Regions from separate parts of the Arachis hypogaea genome. Here region 1 is linked to region 2. A link is a contact called in public Hi-C data. All regions are on one chromosome and are shown on one strand. Each heading gives the region's core, a stretch centred on a gene start, on an enhancer-like site or on the middle of the called end of the contact. The rest is flanking DNA. Distances are from core to core; before and after follow the strand shown.

Region 1 (4,835 bases), core at 95-2,594, 420 kb before region 2:
AAATCTAATGACACTCCAGAAAAATAATGACATTGAAATATCATCCCAATTGAAAAATTTGTGCAACTTTACACTTATATTTGAACGTAAATGATTTTAATCTCAAAAAAGATTGTCAACAATACACTGTTACTAAGACATTTGTTCCAACCAAAAACACCGAACCTCAACACCCATTACAACAAATAAAATAGGTAATACTCTAGAAAAAATTCACTTATTTAAGACATCATTTTTATTTCTAATTTAAATTATTCATTGATTATAGGAACCAACTTCGCCAACACTAATATCATCAAACGAAGATCACATACCCATTAAGAAATTAAAGAGAAAGAAAATCATACAAATTCAAGACACATCTTCGAAAGAAGAACATACATGCAAAGATGGAACAAATAACATAATAGAAAGTGCATACAACTCAACAATTCATAAAGAATATGCCTTCACAAGAATCTACGACAGAAAGAAGAAAGTAAGAACTCTAACAACAACCAATAAAGAAAAAGGAGAACGAACACTACATAAGAAGACTAAGTCCATCAACAAAAGTAAATGCAAAAATCAAACTACCAAATAAAAATATTACTTTGTACAATTTTAACATCCAAATCTTTTGTACTACAAATTATTTTAAATAAAACACCTTTTAAATTTAACTTTAGTTTACACATATTTAATTTAATTCTATAAAACATAGCAATTTCTAATAAAATTTGAGAAAATAATATTTAAAGTTTTTAGATTAGCAAAAAACAGATCTGACTAGCTTAATAGATCTAAAAAGGCTTGATGAAATAATATCGAACGCTCTCATTAGGTTGGTTGTGATCCAATCTAAGCCAAAACTTAACTTGTGAAGGTTTCAAAAAAGAATATTAATTATACACTCATTTTATTTTATTGTGGAACTTTCAAGTTACTTTTGAGAACTAGATTTAAGTATTTTAGATCAAGCTAGTATATATCACTTATGTATATCTTTTCAACTCTTATATTAAGTTTGGAAGTGAGTTTTAGTTTTACTTATGATGCCTCAGAAACGTTTTTAAAAGCTTTCTAAAGTTGATCTAGATCTCAAAAAGTGTGCTTTAATATATATAGATGAGTTCTATTAAATTTCGTCTAAAACAACATGTAATTATCTTTTATGATATAGTACATTTTAATTAGATGTTTAGTTTTAATTTGAGTTAATTCAACTCAATAAGAATTAATATCTTAATTAAAGTATGGTCATTTTGTAATTAAATATTTTTATAAGATGGATAATTATATAATTTTTGTAAATATTAAAAAATAAATTTATATTTTTTATCAAATCAGTTTTAATTTGATTCGTTCTACCATTCCATTGAAGAACATCTCCCCTGTTGAGTGAAGAACATTTTCTCCCTTCCATTGTTCTTTCATACTCAAATTCGTTCCTACTAAGCTTCACCGTCGTCGTCGTCATCGCCGTCGGGAGAAGAAGCGTCTGCTGCCCTTTCGCTCGGAACATATTTCTTCCTTTGATCATCCCTTAACATATTTCTATCGCGGCTCTCCCTGCAACCTCCTTACTTCTGCAATTAGGTTTTTGTTCTATCATTTTTTTTTGCTTTATGTCCTTTAATTTTATTCTGAATTGAGTTAATTGAAATTGAAATAGGTAATTGGAACAAGAGTAGCTCTAATTTTGATTAGAAACACCTTGGATATTGTTGTGTTATTTTTCTGAACCTTTCATCTTGTTATAGTTGCTGATGTTGTGTTGTTATTGGTGCTGTGTTTTGTTTTTTTAATTTATCTTCTTGCAGTGCTCCTGTTTACTGGTGTTCTTCTGTTATTTGTAATGCCCCGTTCACTTTCACTTTCATATGGAAGAGGATGGTTACTGCTTTAGCTTTGGTGTATAATCTTCTAAAAATATTTACTTAATCTGAATTATTTTTATTTTAATTAAGTGTACCGCTAACTTTCCAAAGTAATTTTAACTTTGCTCATTTCCTTCAAAAGAAGTGAAATAGAAGTTATGAAGTAGAAAAGGCCTTAACAATTTGTATGATATTAATTATGTATATCTATTGAATGATTATGAAACAAATAAAAATGGGTAGTAGCCATCTAGAAATAAAAAGAAGTTGAATGCTTTTTCTTGTGTATGTCCTCATGATTTCTGAACATTAGATTAAAATGCATCCAACTCAGTGTCGTCTTCCTTTATACGTCTCATTTGAATCAATTTCTAATATTTATCATTTATCTTGTTTCTATAAACATAATGTGCGTGACTTTGTTCTGGTCAGGTGCAAGTATTACTACCACATGTTTTTATTGTTACATACACTTCCTTCATTTTAACTTTGGTGAGAATCTCATTTCTACTTTGTACAAACCATGACAAATGAAATTCTGAAATGATAAAAATCATAATAAATTTCTAGCATGGTCCAGTCTGAGATCAAGGAGAAAGACAACTAAAGAAATACCAAACTTAAAATTTGAAATTAGATGAAAAATATCTAAAATAAAATTCAAAAATCAAGAAAAAGATAAATAAGATAAATATCAAAAATTAAGAAAGATAAACAAGATAGGATTCAAAATTAAAAGAAAAATTAATTAAACCAAAAAGAAAATTACTAAAGAAACACTAAAATTAAAAATTGAAATTAAATAAAAAAAGATAACAAAGATTTGAAAATAAAAGAAAAAGATAGATAAGATAGAAATCGAAAATTCAAAAAAAAAACTAATAAGATAAAAAGAAACACCAAATTTAAAATTTGAAATCAAATAAAAACAAGATAGCCAAAATAAAAGAAAAAAAATTTCGAATTTAAGGGAAAGATAAATAATATAACAATCGAAAATTAAGAAAAATAAATAAGAAAGAATTCGAAAATCAAAAGAAAGATAATTAAACAAAAACTAAAAAATACCTAATCTAAGCAACAAGACAACCTGTAGTTATCAATCACGAACAATTTCCGGCAATAGCGCTAAAAATTTGGTGCGCGAAATTAGAACTCGCACAGCTGAACTGGCAAGTGCACCATGGTTGCATGCACAATGACTCAAGAGGAAAAAATTCGTTCCGAAGGTCCAAAGATATGGTTTCTTCCACCTAGGGTCTCAGTAAGTCATATGAAGTCAATATTTACTGTATACTGTAATACAACAAACAATTTTAATCGCAATTTTTTTTATTGGTAAACTTTTTAGGAACAAGCACTTTCGTTTTGCTACACACCAACAGCTATGGTAATGGACCATTAAGCATATTTGTCTAATGTTAGCAGGTTGTCAAAGGTAGCTAATGTATTAGTTTTTAATTTGAAACCTACCCATTTATTATTAATACATGATATATGCAATGATTTTATATTTTTGATGATGATGATAGCGGTTGAATATAAGAAGTAAATGTTGATTGCCTGTGGGATTGATATGTGTGGTTAAAAGGATATGGATTAATGATTAGTACCTGTGGGATATTAGTTTATGAACCAAGAAACTTTATGAATGGTTCAATAATGCTTAATTGATTAGCTTTGTGAAATTAGTCGAAATTGATAAACCGGTAACACATACAGTTCCTGAAATAAGTAACTGGGGAGATATATATGCTACTGAAATGGTATGTTAGTAAGTGTTCTAGATTGGTATTATTTTATAAATGATCATCTAATTTATTTACTTTGTTGTATTTATAGACTTATAATATATGATATTCGATACACATATGATCTAACTTTATTGCATTTGAATGATGACTCTCCTATTATTATTTGTAAATATAGTTCCTAATAATTTTGAAAAGTTACCAAAGTAAACCTTGCTGCTATCTCCAAGAATCTTATTTGTAAATATATACCCTCCATTGATTCCCAAGATCCTTGATCATTATGATCTTTGGGTTTGGAGCATTTATTTGACGCACACTGTTTAATGAATGTGATTCCTATAGCACAAGAAATTCTATGGTTTTACTTCTTTGTTAGCTGTGCTTGCCAATAATTGAATTACACGTTGTCGTTGCTTGTAAATTCATTGTATCAAATGATTGAATGAGAGTAAATTGTGGAATCTGAGGCCTATTTTTTTGTCCACTTTCATTTTAGTTTTGATTAAGTTTTCTTTTGACTTTGGACAATTTCATTATACGATTACCCAATTTACATAACAATACATTTTAATCTGGGTAGAACTCTAACACATAAATTGATTGCTACCAAATTTATCTTGTTGGATAATTTTGTCAAGTCTGTGTTAATTTTAATATGTTTGGCATCAAATTTTGAGTTATATAACTTCTTTACATGGATAGCAAGATGACTGATAGATGTAATATTGAAGCAGCAGACATGTTAGCTACTGTTACTTTAAACAAGACTTTAGTATTAATTTTACTTTTAAAAAAATATGATTTGAAAATTGGATTTTCAAAAATTGATTTTAAAACTGGATTTTAGTTTAAAACACTGGTTTTGAGGTTAAAAATATGGTTTGAAAATTATTTTTCTAAAAGTTGGTTTTAAAATTGGACTTTTAGTTTAAAAATTCTGGTTTTGAGGTTAAAAGATTTGGTTTAAAAATTGGATTTCTAAAAACTGGTTTTAAAAGTGGATTTTTAGTTAAAAAAATCTGGTTTCGAGGTTAAAAATCTGATTTTAAAACTGGATTTACAAAAATCCGGATTCAAAACCGGTTTGTATGTAAAACCGGATTTAAATATTAAAATTGGTAGAAAATCGGTTTATATTTTTCCATAACGGTTTAAAGTTGGTTTCCCTTTTTAATTTGGTTCTAATTTGGTTTTATAAACTACAAAACTGGTTCTAAAGTGG
Region 2 (5,225 bases), core at 206-2,705:
AGCGCGCATCTGCTCGTGGTACACTGCCATCTGTTGTTGTATCTACTGAATCTGCTCCAGCTCCTGCCTAAGTGATGCATGTGCATCTTTAGTAGTTTTTAGTTGTTATTTCTTTAATAGTGGTGGTGATTTAGTGTTTTTATTAAGAATTTCATGCTTTTAATCTATAATCTTAGTATTTCTTTCCTTTGATTCAAGTTAGAAAATTTTCTTGCTTTAATTGAGATTTTTTGTGCTCTGATCAATGTTCTTTGGAGTTCTTTTGTGCTTTGAGAAGTGTAAAAAATGAAACAAGGATCAAAAGAACAAAGGAGGAAGTTAAGGACACGCTTTGAAGGCTTAGGATACAGTTTTTCAAATTCAAAAATTAAATCCGGAAGCTTTGCCGTCCAACATGGTGATAATGGCGTCCAACGGCAATCGTGCGTACGCATGCCTCATGCATACCCACAATTATTGAAATAAGCAAAGTCATGCGTACGCATGACCCTAGTTTCATGTCCTACGCCAGTTTTCTGACGTCCTACGCTGAAGCAATACAAAGCATATTTTGGACCATAAATTAAAGCAACGTTGCAGGCGTCCCACGCCCCTCTATTGACGTACCACGGCAAAGTAAACATAGGCTAAATTGGGCTGTTATTTGAGAAGAAAAGTGTGCCATTCAACCTGATTTGCATGCTACTCAATGGTTCATCCTTACCCCAACCTCCAATGCTCAAATGTTCTTATTCATTCTACAATTCTCCAAGGATCAAAAGAGTGGATCAAGCCCAAGAAATCAATCTCAATTCACTACTAGAAAACTAGTTATTACAGACGGATATTTCCGACGGATTTTATCCCACTGAAATACATACGGAATTTCAAAGGGATTTTTTGTCGGAAAACAAAAAAAAAATAGATTAGCATAAATTACAGACGGAAAAGAGAATCCATCTATAATTCCGTCGGAAAAATTAATTTTTTTTCGCGGAATGGTTACAGACGGATTTTCCGTCTGTAATTAAGCAGACAAAAGACGCGTTTTATTAAATTATTACAGACAAAAAATCTGTCTGTAATTTAAATGAAATCCGTCGGAAATATTAAAAACCCTAGTTGAAGATTAACCCATTCACTCGCCATTCACACCATTCACTTCGCCCTGCACCCCGCCGCCCACAGCCACCGCACTCTCTGCCGCCACTGTAGCCACGCAGCCCCCGCATCAGCCCTCGCAGCTCCCCGCAACCCCCACAGCCTTGCAGCCCCTCAACGGTGCAGCCACCGCAGCCCCTACACAGACACAGCCTCCACCGCCACCGTAGAAGATCCGTCGCCGACGGATTCCGAGCTTCTTTTTGTTCCAGATCAGCGCTTTCTTTGTCAGATTCCTTTCGCGCAGCTGGTAGATCGCAAACTCTAACTTTTCTATTCGTTTGTATTTATTTATGTTATGTTATTTGTACCATTTGGTGTAGGATTCCAGCTGCATAGATTTTATTATCATCAATCTGAAAAACTGAAAAACTGTGGAGTGTACTCTGGAAGATATCAAAAATGACCGAATCAATGGGGGTTGAGGTAAAAGGTCCCGACCCCAAACGCGGTTACTTCCATGGTTTGTGATCTAATTTCTCTTATTTTTTATCAGATGATGATGTGATGTTTCTCCGTTTACTCAATTTTTTAATCTGAGTCAATTACTTCCATGGTTTGTGTTCTAATTCCTCTTATTTTTTAATCAGGGATGATGTGATTTTTCTTTGTTTACTCTATTTTTTAATCCAAGTCAAGCAAGATCATACCGACAAATGCGTTTTCAACTTTTTCCTTCCATGAAATGAACGAATTCATCGTTTTGCTGAACGTGGACTCACATCCTTGTTGATCTGGAATTCCCTCTCTCAAATTTATCCTTAATCTCTTCCATGCTTGGTTCAATGGCCCCACAAATCCCCAATCCTACTGCTCAAGACCCCAATGATGTATTTTTCATAGAATGTGCTGATTCTTCTCTTTTGGATGCCTTTCCTACGGTGATGGTGAGCGAAAGTTTGTGTTTCTGTTTTCTTGGTCTTTTTTAGCTTTAGTTTAGTAACTTCTGTACGGTGATTAGATATCCTTTCTCAGTAAAATTGCTTGCCACTATTCTAACCATCTTCATCTTGATGTGAATAACCTAATCATATATGTGTGCATATGATTTAAACAATCTTCGTAGTAGAAAATCTATGAAAGAAATGAAAATAGAGTGTGAATCCTAGATTCTGTTCTTGTGAAAATAGACAATCTTCTTGGTTTTTGGTTTCCAGATTCTGTTCTTGTGATAATAGAGTGTGAATTAGAAGTTGTATGAGGAATAGGAGGTAAGCAAATCTCAATACACTAATACTCAAGTCTTGTTAAAGAATGAGAAGGTCAATAACTAGGAAGTTTTGTGATTGGTGTGAGTGTGACGAATTTATTTTAATTCTTTATATTTCATGATAGTAGAATTTTATTCAAGAATAAGAAATAATTTTATTCATAGAGATAACTTCATTATACCTTTGATTTATGTGGCCTATAAATTATAGGTCATCTCCAAAAGAAAGACTTTGAACGTGTCATCTCCAAAAGAATAAGAAATGTTATACAGTGTGGATTCTTCATTCATTGTTGTTATGACTTATTTCCCTCTTTAGGATACCTACATTTTATTTTCCAGTTCCTTCATTCCAATTTTTAGTCCAACAGGGGCACACATGTATGTACACAAAAAAAATCAAGTAGATACTACCTTTGTATAAATTTTAAGTTATTGACTTTGTGTCCTTCTCCAAAGTCTAATTTTTAAGTTTATGCTAGATTAGAACTTATTATGTGATTTGTTGATCCATCTTTTGAGCCACTAATATTAGTAGAAGATTCCACTATATAGCTTGTAAGATCAACCATCCGGTTCTCGAGGTTGTCTTCTGCACTTGTTGAAGCTGTTAGCTCTCCCTCACTTGGAAGGTTCCTCGGCTGTAAGTGTCCATTTCCTTCAATTGGATGAATCTTTTCTAAATAATTTGGTGATGTTGTGTCTTTGTCCCTCTAGTCCTTGCCACCACTGGAATAGAGAGAGTAGTTGATTGAAAATAAGTCATTAATTGAATGAAGTCATTAATTGAAATGAATTTGAAAATGATAAGAGAAACAAGTAGAAGTAGTTAATTGAAAAGACAACTAGAAGATTAATTTGTCTGAGAGAAGAGGACAGCGTGGTGTTGTAGGTGGCGGTCTCTCATTTCATTTCTCAGTTGGGGAACTTTTGTTGTCGCTTATTCCTTTCTTGTACCTGTAACGTGGTGGTCCATTAGGAAATATACATGCCATTTTTATTTGAATTCAGAAAATTGTGTGTTGCATGAGGTGTTATTGTTGAGTCGTCAAATTATTATTTGATTGATTTAAGAATTATAAAAAAAAATATTCCATTCTTGGCCATTTCAATTGTTAGTCTAATAATATATTGAAGCATCTTGCCAATAATGAATGATAAAATATCATTATTCAATGTAATCATTCAATTATATTATTAAAGAGCATCTATTATCATGCAACGACATGTTGGATACAATATATAGAGGAAAACTTTATTGTTTTAGCTTTTTTTATTAAATTCTGTTTTTACAATATATTTGGAGTTTCATTTATTCAATGATCAATTTTTATTTGGCTTGATTTCTTGTTTCAATTACATTAATGTAGAACTGAATAAAAGTTTCCAGATATAGGCATGCTTTGAATATTCAATTCATTGGATCTAGAATTGCAGTTGTTTGGAAGCAATTATTAAATAACTGGACACTTGGATTACATTGTTTATTTTCGGAATTCCTTCTATAATTTATAAATGACGAGAATGGTATAATGCCAGTACACTTGATTGTTCTTTTTCACCATTGAAGTGTTTCACTAGCTTGTAAATAAGCTTCAGAAGATATTATAAATATGGCAAATATGTATGGCTAATGCTTTAACATAATGAATTAAAGAGGCCTGGTTTGATAATAGCAATTTTCTGCATTTTCATGTCAACAATCTCATGTTTTGCTTGATCATATGAAAGTTGGGTGCTCCATAATTAGTCGAGTAATTTGTACCATCTTGTCTTTGGCTTTTTCCCTTTAACTGTGTCCTGACAGGTTTTCTTTGGTTTCTGTTACTACCATATCTCCAATAAATGAAGTTTTGTTTGTTTGTTCTAAAATGTTGTTTGGATCCTCAAATTTACTCAGCTGATAGGCAGAACTTAGTTTATACAATTGAAACACAAAGCCAAACACCCAAAGTGAGATGGGTTTTCTGCATAGATATAATTAAATCTCTTCTCCCTTCACTACATATATATCTCTTTCCTACATATATATCTCTTCTCCCTTCACTACATAAATTAATGTATATTCGCTACCCTGTTTCAGGTTCTACCCTGTTATCAAGTCCATCTAACATTTTGTGTTCTCATATTTGTGTTTGCTCAGAGATTTTTGGTCCAATCCTTTCAACTTTTTGCTTGGAGTTAAGGTTAGTGCAATTCTTGTGTTATAAATTTGGAAAGGGAGATTATATTAACACCTGCAAATTCACTGCTGCAATTCTTGTGTTGTTGCTTGTATTGCATTGAAAACATTGATATGATTAAATATTGATAGGATGTTGTATGATAGATGAAATGTTGCTTGTGTTGGATGATTTATAGGTACTAAAAATATCGAATTCGTAAGAAATGTCTTCGTAAGAAATGTCTTGTATTGGATGATTTATAGGGAAGAAATGATGACGGCGGAGACACAATTAAAGCCTCTTTATCAATATTTAATAGACCTGGTCGCAAGGTTGGTAAAGCTAAAGATCATTGGATAGATGAACGAGACAAAGCCGCAGCTCATTTGCATATTCTACTCAATGAAAGCAAAGTTAGCCCTTTCTATATGTAAGTGCCCAAATCTTTTATTAAACAGTTAATTACACTTGTTCTACTAACGAATCCCATAGCTTATAAACTCTAGTCCTACTTTCATCAAGGTTTTGGAAAGAAACTTGTCCTGGAGAAAGCGATGACCGATTTTCCCCTTGGTTTGCATCATATGTAAGTGCATAAATTCGTATCATTTATTGTAAAGGTTTCTAAGTAAAGATTTGCATCACATATCACTTCTATTAAATAATTTGTTGCATGTTTCTAACTAGGTTCAAAATCAATGTAATGAAAT

Evidence for each region. A called contact is a pair of places that touch in the nucleus more often than the background predicts.
Region 1: a contact with region 2 is called in a Hi-C map of leaf, with 4 times the contacts expected there. The contact joins the promoter of LOC112747120 here to the promoter of LOC112750533 in region 2. A contact is called at or near these places in 5 of 8 Hi-C or Micro-C datasets (leaf and an unstated tissue).

Annotation. Positions count from the first base shown.
Region 1 is chr15:120,796,502-120,801,336 of arahy.Tifrunner.gnm2.J5K5, reverse strand. It overlaps LOC112747120, which reads left to right and starts at 1,344. Exons shown (of 7, transcript XM_072216693.1): 1 at 1,344-1,578.
Region 2 is chr15:120,376,837-120,382,061 of arahy.Tifrunner.gnm2.J5K5, reverse strand. It overlaps LOC112750533, which reads left to right and starts at 1,455. Exons shown (of 10, transcript XM_072216690.1): 1 at 1,455-1,603; 2 at 1,731-2,027; 3 at 2,906-2,993; 4 at 4,434-4,536; 5 at 4,779-4,945.